Linked DNA regions of Mus musculus: region 2 is linked to region 1. Evidence: chromatin contacts called from public Hi-C data. All regions are on one chromosome and are shown on one strand. Each heading gives the region's core, a stretch centred on a gene start, on an enhancer-like site or on the middle of the called end of the contact. The rest is flanking DNA. Distances are from core to core; before and after follow the strand shown.

Region 1 (4,201 bases), core at 453-2,952:
TTACTGCTGTGAACAGACATCATGACCAAGGCAACTCTTTTTTTTTTTTTTTTTTAAGATTTATTTATTGTTATATGTAAGTAAACTGTAGCTGTCTTCATACACACCAGAAGAGGGCATCAGATCTCATTACGGATGGTTGTGAGCCACCATGTGGTTGCTGGGATTTGAACTCAGGACCTTCGGAAGAGCAGTCGGTGCTCTTAACTGCTGAGCCATCTCGCCAGCCCGACAAAGGCAACTCTTATGCTGAAAACATTTAATTGGAGCTGGTTTATAGGTTCATAGGTTCAGTCCATTATCATCAAGGCTGGAGCATGGCAGCATCCAGGCAGGCATCGTGCAGGAGGAGCTGAGAGTTCTACATTTTCACCTGAAGGCTGTTAGTGGAAGACTGACTTCCAGGTAGCCAGGATACAGGACTTAAAGCCCAAGCCTACAATGATACACTTATTTCAACAAGTCCAAACCTCCAAATAGTGCCACTCCCTGGACCAAGCATATTCAAACCATGACATGTTCTATTGCTGTTGCTTACTGAAACCTGGAGAATTTATTATTATTATTATTATTAATTTTACTGTCTAGCAGGGCATAGTGTTGACTACCTTTAACCCTGTATCTCAGGAAGCAAAGGCAGATGGAATTTCAGATATGTGCTGCCACACCCTCCAACCATTTGTTTCTTTTAAAAACTGTGAAGTCATCATCCCATCTTTCTGCAAAAGTGAAAAAAGGACCATCCACTGCATACGAAGGAATGGTATGTTGTCAGAAACATATGGGACTAGTAGAGCCTGGCTTTTGGCTTTACATAGACTCAGGTTCGAATACCACTCCTTGTAAGGTGAGGCTAGAGCCTCTCTTCTGGAATCAATCTGTCTTGAGTTTTGGGAATACCAAGTGAACTGATCCATATGAAATACATACTTCCCCATAAGCACTCAATAGACAAAACCATTACAACCAGCAAGCTAATGGCTTAGAGGAAGATGGTAACCCTAATGCTTCCTATGTCACTATGACCCACAGAGAAAAATCCTAAGGGGCCATGAATTAAACATTTTTGAGAATTGGTTAAGTTACTAAAAATTGGAGGCTTTTTTTCCTTTTGAGTCTGTGCCTTGCAGCAGTTTGTCCAAAGTTTTCAAAAACAGACTACATGATTTCTGACACAGTCGCCTAATCTATAGATTCTCCCAGATCTAAGAAAATTACTGGTTTTGGGGAATTGAATCAGTGGCCTCATTCGCGCCTGCTGAACACACTACCACTGAGCCGTACACATCAGACTTGGGATCAGAAAGGACAAATGAGTAAGGATTCTGTTTTCAGATGCAGTGTTTCGAAGGAAGGCTGGAAAAAGGGGGAAAAAAAAAGCCATCACTTCTTATCTCTAGCCATCACCTGCTTATCGCTAGATGAAGCCCGAGGGGGTGGGTAGCTGGGAGTTAATGCAGATTGCAGAGCTCTAGGGTTTCTGGCGGAAAACGCAGCGCGAAAGCCGCATCAAGGTACAAACCACTCCTGACCCCGTGACCAAGGAGACACCCGCCCCCAGCCTCTCCAGCAAACACTGCAGACTTCAAACCCAGCCCCTGATGCCCTCCGCCAGAGGCGCTCCCAGGAGAGCGTCCTTGCGTTGCGCGTGCGCACGCACGCGCTGCGCACAGGCTGCTGGGATGCCGCCTCTTCCCTCCCGAGCTCTTAGTTTCCCGGCGTGCTTCAGACCCGCCAAATGGGAGGGGGAGACGCAAGATGGCGGCAGCCGTGAACTCCGGCTCCAGCCTCCCGCTGTTCGACTGCCCGACTTGGTGAGTAATGAGGTTTCTGGGACTGGAGCGGCTTGGCGTGAGTTAACCCGGACAGAAAGGAGAAGGTTGTATTTTTTTTTCCTCTTCCTTTTTTTTTTTTTTTTTTTTTTTGCGATGAAACGAACGTCTCAGAAAGATCCTGGAATGATTGAGGGAAAACTGTCCGCTGTGAGGGGCCGGGCGACGTGTGGAGGATCCTGGAGCTGGGGCCCAGGCTCTGCGGAAACCCGAGTTTTGGGGGCTCGAAGGTATTCAGTTTATACAGCGCTTGGGAGGTCAGCCGCTCACCGGGGTGCTTCAGGCCTTGGCCCCTAACTTGCCCTAACTCATCACTGAGTGCCCGATGCTCTCGGGGAGCATCAAACCTTCCCCGGGTGCTGAAGGTCTGGAGCGCGCACGAGCTGGCTTCCCTACCTCAGTCCAACCTGATGCTGCATCCCTCCGTGGCTGCTGCACCCTCCAAGCGGACTAGGTGCTCCTTGCGGGCAGGGATGGCGCGGGACTGTTCCCCCTTGTTCTCTGACCAGACCAGCACGAAACCCGGTACAAAAGACAGCAGAAGTTGTTAGCATACAGCATTTTCATCCCCTGGGAAGTTCAGAGAAGTAGTAGGATGGTTTCCGCGTTGAGTGGGGTGCAAGATGAATGAATAGGAACTGCTTTGCACGAGGATGCATCGGGGTTAGAGCCCTTTCTGCTGTTGCGGCTCTTCCTGGTTATTAACGTGTTACCTCTCGGGCTTCTGTTACATTGAGATCTTCAAGGGCAAAAACCCTTGCATCATGCTCAGCTCCTAGGCCTGAGTCAATCACATGGTAGGATATTCAGACAAAATATTTTGGCTTTAATGTTCATTTTAATCTGTATCTCGAAGCAAATGGGCTTTTGTTCGATGCACTGTCCTTTTAGCCACTGCCATGAGAGATTGGAGCGGAGCTGTGAGATGTCTGTGTTGAATCTTCAATGAGATAGACTCGATATCGTTTCTTCTGTGCAAATGTAAGGGCCCTGGAAGGTTCAAAAGAACAAGCCCAGGAAGCGAATGAATGCTTGGCTGTTTCCTGGATTTCTTTATTCTTTTAACATATCCATGTGCTTCAGCCTACAAATTCTTTATCCACACTGGTCCCTGGCTGCACTTATTTCAAATTTGGGCCAGCCAAATATAAAGAGACTCTTTCTTTGAGATCACCTGTCATTACCTCAGGGTCTGGTGTATACCAGGAACTGTGTCAGGTGATTTGACATTTGAGCATCCATCCCCTTGAATGATGAAGCGAGGTATAGAAAACAGTCTGATGACTTAGATTTTTTTTCACAAACACCTGTTCAGGGTGCCCCCACACCTCCCTCCCTTTGGAGCTTGGTTTCGTGGGCGTGGTTTTGATTTGCTCTAGTTCCCTAATTACAGATCTCTGATTTGGTACCAAGAGTTCATCTGGGTAATGTTTTTTTGTTTATTTTGTGATGAGAATGATATTGATCAGCCCCCAAACAAACAATTTTTGTTATTTGGTTATTTTAACATATATTTGTTTTAAGGCAAGATCTCTATATGTGATTCTAGATGATCTAGAACTCACCTGTTATACAAACTAGGATGGCCTTGAAGTTGCAATGGTCCCTCTGGTGGGAATTCACATGTGTATTTCTGTACCCAGCAAAACAACTGGTTTATTCTTTCTTTATATTAGGAGTAGTAAATCTTAGATGAAACCCCAGGTTAGACCAAGCATGCATCACAATGTAATTTAGCACAGGGAAGGTGGAGGAGGAGGTTAAAGGTCGTCCTCAGATCCAATCCCACAAAGGTTTGAGCCTAGCTTGTTTTTGGAGACGTGAGACTCTGTCTCCCAAAAACAAGAAGGAAAAACCTTTCCAGGGAACAGGACATTGAGCTGCGTTATTTCTGAAGGGCATAGCCAGTATTAAAATGCAGGAGTTTGGGTGGGGGGTGCTCTAAAGACAGACCCACTGAAATCTCTGAATAATTGAATCACTTGGGAAGAAAGTGTTAAACACTGAAAGAAGCTCTAGCCAGGCAGTGGTGGCGTACGCCTTTAATCCCAGCACTTGGGAGGCAGAGGCAGGCAGATTTCTGAGTTCCAGGCCAGCCTGGTCTGCAGAGTGAGTTCAAGGACAGCCAGGGCTACAGAGAAACCCTGTCTCAAAAAAATCAAAGGGGGGGGGGTGCGGGAGGAAGGAAGGAGCAAGCTCTGACAGTGAATTCATGACGTTTCTGTTTGAATATGAACTAACTCTAACTGTAGGAGAGCCTCAGTGTTGACGGGACAGGGATTGAAACAGTCATGGACTCATCCTTAAAACTGCTGTTTCGCTCTTCTTTTTCAGGGCAGGTAAACCACCACCTGGCTTACATCTGGATG
Region 2 (4,663 bases), core at 1,232-3,731, 2.5 Mb before region 1:
AAAAATAAATAATATTTTAAAAAACACATCTAAGCCAGATAGTGGTGGTACACACCTTTTATTCCAGCATGCAGGAGACATTAACGGGGGTTGGCAGTTTTTTAGCTTGTAATCTGTGAGTTCAAGGCCAGCTTGGTCTACAGAGAGAATTCTAGGACAGCCAGGGCTACACATTTGGAACAAGGTATTACTGAGTAGCTCCGGCTGTTCTGGAACTCATAGATTTCCTATTTCCTTAGTGCCAGGGTTAAAGGCCTGAACCATCATGGGGTTTCTGTTTTGTTTTGTTTTGTTTTGTTTTGTTTTATTTTATTTATTTGCCAGGCAGTGGTGGTGCCTGCCTTTAATCCCAGCACTTGGGAGGCAGAGGCAGGTGGATTTCTGAGTTCAAGGCCATCCTGGTCTACAGAGTGAGTTCCAGGACAGCCAGGGCTACACAGAGAAACCCTGTCTCGGAAAAAAAAAAAAAAAGATTTATTTATTGTATTTATATGAGTACACTGTCACTGTCTTCAGACACACCAGAAGAGAACATTGGATCCCATTATAGATGGTTGTGAGCCACCATGTGGTTGCTGGGATTTGAACTCAGGACCTCTGGAAGAACAGTCAGTGCTCTTAACCACTGAGCCATGTCTCCAGCCCAGGGTTTTTCTTTATACTCAGAATCCTCAGACATCCTCTGCCTCCCAGGTGCTGGGATTTCAGGCTTGACCCACCACACCCACTATTAAATATTAAGAGAAGCAGAAGTCAAGATTTGACCAGAGGGCACAATTCATTGTGAGAAACAAAGGTTGAGGATAAGTGAAAAAACAAAACAAAACATAACAACAACAAAACCCCCTAAATTCAGGTGATAAAAGCTGGGGGTGGAGGGTGCGTGAGCCTTTTTCCTGGGGGACACTTGAGTAGAATTTGAGGATTACCAAGTAACCTTGCTGTTGCCTATCTCAGTCAGAGGTTTCATGAAGCTCAGAGACCGGTACAAACCTTGGGCAGCAGGAAATTCAGGGAGTGAGGTTGAGGCACAAGGGATCAAGGAAAGGGCAATTTTGACTTTTGGAGGGGAAAAAAAATGTGAGGAACCACTGGAGACTTTTCAGCAGACAAGTGCCCATGGTTTTCTTTCTTTCTTTAACGTCCTTTCTTTGTACTTAATGGGGTTTCTTTATGTAGCCTTGGCTGTCCTGGAACTCACTCTGTAGACCAGACTGGCCTTGAACTCACAGAGATACCTAGGGTTTTCAACAGCATCGTTCAGCATCCGGGCCTCCTTCAGAATGGATGCTGGGTGGCAAGGTCAGGAACAGGGCTATCTGTGACAGAACTAGTGCAGGAGTTCAACTCAGATAAGGGACCTTGGGCCTCCATCATAGTGGCATGTGTGTTTCCTGAGGGCTTGGGAGTGGGGTGTGCAGGAAAGAGGACTCTCAACAGCAAGATTGTCCTAAACAAAAGGAAAGCTACTGCCATCTACAGAGACAGAGAAGGCTCAAAGACAGCCTCTCTGATTTCCCTGCTATTTCGATTCATTTGATGATTTTGATGGACGAGACGAACCTAGTCATATCTGGTCTGTGGGCGTTCAAATGGGAAAGTCAACCCCCTTTAAGTAGGAAAGCCAGGAAAAGAAAAAAAAAAAAAATGCCTGGAGACATTCGGGTTTCTACACTAGCACTCCTAGGGCAGACATGCCCACTTCCCGACTTTTCCATGAAAAAGCATTAGAGGTGCGCGTGTCTGTGAAAGATGGAATGTTACAAAGTGGCCCCAGAGAAACTTTTCTGGAGAGAAAGCGCTTGGTGAGCACATTAAAGGGCCGGTTTTGGCCCTCTTCCACTTCCTGCCCTTCGGCGTGGTTTCGCAGCAGAAGCACAGAAAGGTATCCAATGGACACCTCAAGAACAAGCCAGATGCGACGCACATCCGGCGAACACGCGGGCTTCATACGAGCTGACGCTGCAGGCTCAACCCCGCCGGCAACCTCCCAAAACCCACTCCTAGCTCAACTTTCACAATGACAACAACTGGCGTATCGGGCCGCCCCTAAGCAAGCATTCTCTTTTATGACTACCCATGCACCCCAGGACTGAGGCTTCCCCCCCGCCCCCCATCTCCCTTCAACTCCCCACATCCTCCCACTACGGATCAAAGGAAGGATCAACTCAAGTCGCGCGAACACCGCTGATCATGCGCCACAAAAAAAAAAAAAAAAAAAAGATCGGTAGGGTTGGGCGACCCAAAGATTCTCCCTCCTCTTTCCATTGGTTCCAGTCGCCCAGCTCGCCTCCCCTCCTAGCGAAAGGCTGCCGCCCTGGTGCGCTTGCGCATGCGCGTCGTTCTCGTGGCGCACTGAGCAGGCGCAGCCGCAGGCCCGCCGGAGCGGGGCGGGTGTAGCGGCGCGCGCAGCCTCCCGGCGCTGGGCTCCCTTCTGCCGGTCCCGCCCTCCGTCGCGGCGGCGCGGTGCACGCTGGGATAGGGAGCGATCTCCGAGCGAGGCGGCAAGATGGACGCGGGATTCTTCCGCGTAAGTCCGAGCGCGGGGATCCGGGGAGAGGCGAGAGGCTTGTTTGTAAGACCCGAGGGGGAGGCGCTCAAAATCCCGGACAGGACGGCCCGCGGAGGAAGGCCTTAGAGACCCCGAGGGGGTTCGTGGGCAGCGTCCCCCGGCCTCGGCGTTGCGGCCGAGACCGGTGCGCCCCTGCGCAGTCTCCTCCTCCGGGATCGTCCCCCCCTACGCGGCGGTGGCGGTGGCCGGAAAATGGCGGCGGGAATGGGCTGGAGCCGAACCTCACCGGCCGCCTGGCGAGGCCCTGTAGGCCGGGCGCCGCGCCGGCCGCCCGGGCTCGGGGCCTAGCGGAGCCTCAAGGAGGAAGTCTTTAGGGGGAGGCCGGTGGGAAGCCCGGGGCGGCTGCGGGGTACCGGTTGTATGGTTTGGGGCTCCGTCCTGAGAGGTGTTTGAGGAAAGGGGCCTTATTATTTTTTTTTTTTAGTGGCAGCTTTGGAGAAAATGGGTGCCCCCCCCCCAAACCCCGACGTACAGCGTCCACCCTCTGGGTCTTAAGCTTTCCCGGCGGCGCAGGGTCAGAGTTCGTGAGCGCTCCCGCCCAATTTGATAGCTCTTCGGGGAGGGGAGCTTAGATAATTTGTAGTTGGAACATTTGAATCGGAGGCTTTTGGAGTGAACGGTGTGTGCGAGGGTGGAGACAGATTACGGTTGTGACTCCGTCGCGCTTCCCGCTCTTCGCTAGCACCCTTTCCCAGCGGCCCATGTCCAGGCAGGGGACGTTACCTTGGAGGTGGTACATAGATCCCACACAGTAAGGCAGTTTATTAGGTCCACTTTGGAAGGAAAGTAGCTACAGGTCGAGATCTAGATGTATGGGAACGTACACTTGTGGGATTAAAAGTAGCAACAAACCCTTTAGGAATCGCTGATTCTTGTAATGCAGAGTAGAACCTTGTAAGACAGCTTGGTAAAAATCCAGATACCAGCTCTCTGTCATACCACTGCTTAGAGTTTTGCATTCTCTGAATCAAGCATATAGTTTACAGTTTGTGTGCATTTTTAAAGAAAAAATTGGAAGGCGGGGGAAGGAGGAGGGAGATAATAAAGGTGCTTCTTGTATGTGGTTCATGAGAGCTTGCCTAGTATGAACAAGACACTGGGGTCTATCTCCAGCACCTCAGATACTTGCACTACAAACTAGGCACTTAACCTTTGTAGTCAGTACTCATTTCTTATGGCACCGAAGTTAACACTTAAAAACAGTCGAAGGTTTCTTTCACTTGTCAATTGTCTCTTTTTCTCCCCCCACCCCCTTCAGTTTTTGTTTTGCCTTTTCAGGAAGTGGTTTATGTGTGTAGCCTTGGCCATCCTGGAACTCTGTAGTCTGTAGGCCAGGCTAGCCTTGAACTCAGAGATCTGTGTGCCTCTGCCTCCCGAATGCTGGGGTTGAATGAAGACTTGCACCCTGGCCAGGCTTGTCAGTTATTTCTAGTGGAAAGGAGATTGAAGAACTAAAACAAAGCGATATGTCAATTTTCAGGCGAAGATGTCCTTTGAAAAGGACAGGATCTGGAAAATAACCCACTTTTTAAAATATTCTTTTTACACTTACTTAAATGAAGTAGTTTTGTTTTCCCTGGGTTGGGTCTTTTGGGGGCAGGGGCAGTTGAAGTGTTTTGAAACTGGGTTCTCTAACCCAAACTGGCCTTGGACCTAGAGAGTCCTGCCTTGACTTCTCAGTACTAGAATTTCAGACATATGCTACACACTGACAAAGTGGGGGATTTATGTTCTGAGTTAGAAAAACTTACTAGGCAGTGGCGCACACCTTAAATCGCAACACTCTGGGAGGGAGGGGAGGCAGAGGCAGGCAGATCTCTGAGTTTGAGGCCAGCCTGGTCTACAGAGTGAGGCTACATAGAACCCTGTCTCAAAAAAATTTAAAAAGGGGAGAATGGGGGTGGGGAGGTAATTTTAGATCAGTTACCTAGTACAACCTGATTCTGAGTAGAATTCGATTTAAGAATTGGTGATAGTAAGCCGGGCGTGGTGGTGCATGAAAAACCAAAAAAAAAAAAAAAAGAATTGGTGATAGCATTCTCTCTCTCTCTCTCTCTCTCTCTCTCTCTCTCTCTCTCTCTCTCTCTCTCT

The links. A called contact is a pair of places that touch in the nucleus more often than the background predicts.
Region 2: a Hi-C map of B cells shows a contact between it and region 1, with 6 read pairs. The contact joins the promoter of Srrm1 here to the promoter of Ppp1r8 in region 1. A contact is called at or near these places in 1 of 39 promoter capture datasets (pre-B cells), 1 of 484 Hi-C or Micro-C datasets (B cells) and 1 of 9 other capture datasets (liver).

Annotation. Positions count from the first base shown.
Region 1 is chr4:132,840,670-132,844,870 of GRCm38.p6, reverse strand. It overlaps Ppp1r8 (protein phosphatase 1, regulatory subunit 8), which reads left to right and starts at 1,702. Exons shown (of 7, transcript NM_146154.3): 1 at 1,702-1,814; 2 at 4,167-4,201. The coding sequence starts at 1,759.
Region 2 is chr4:135,350,964-135,355,626 of GRCm38.p6, reverse strand. Srrm1 (serine/arginine repetitive matrix 1) reads left to right here and starts at 2,481. Exons shown (of 18, transcript NM_016799.4): 1 at 2,481-2,530. The coding sequence starts at 2,510.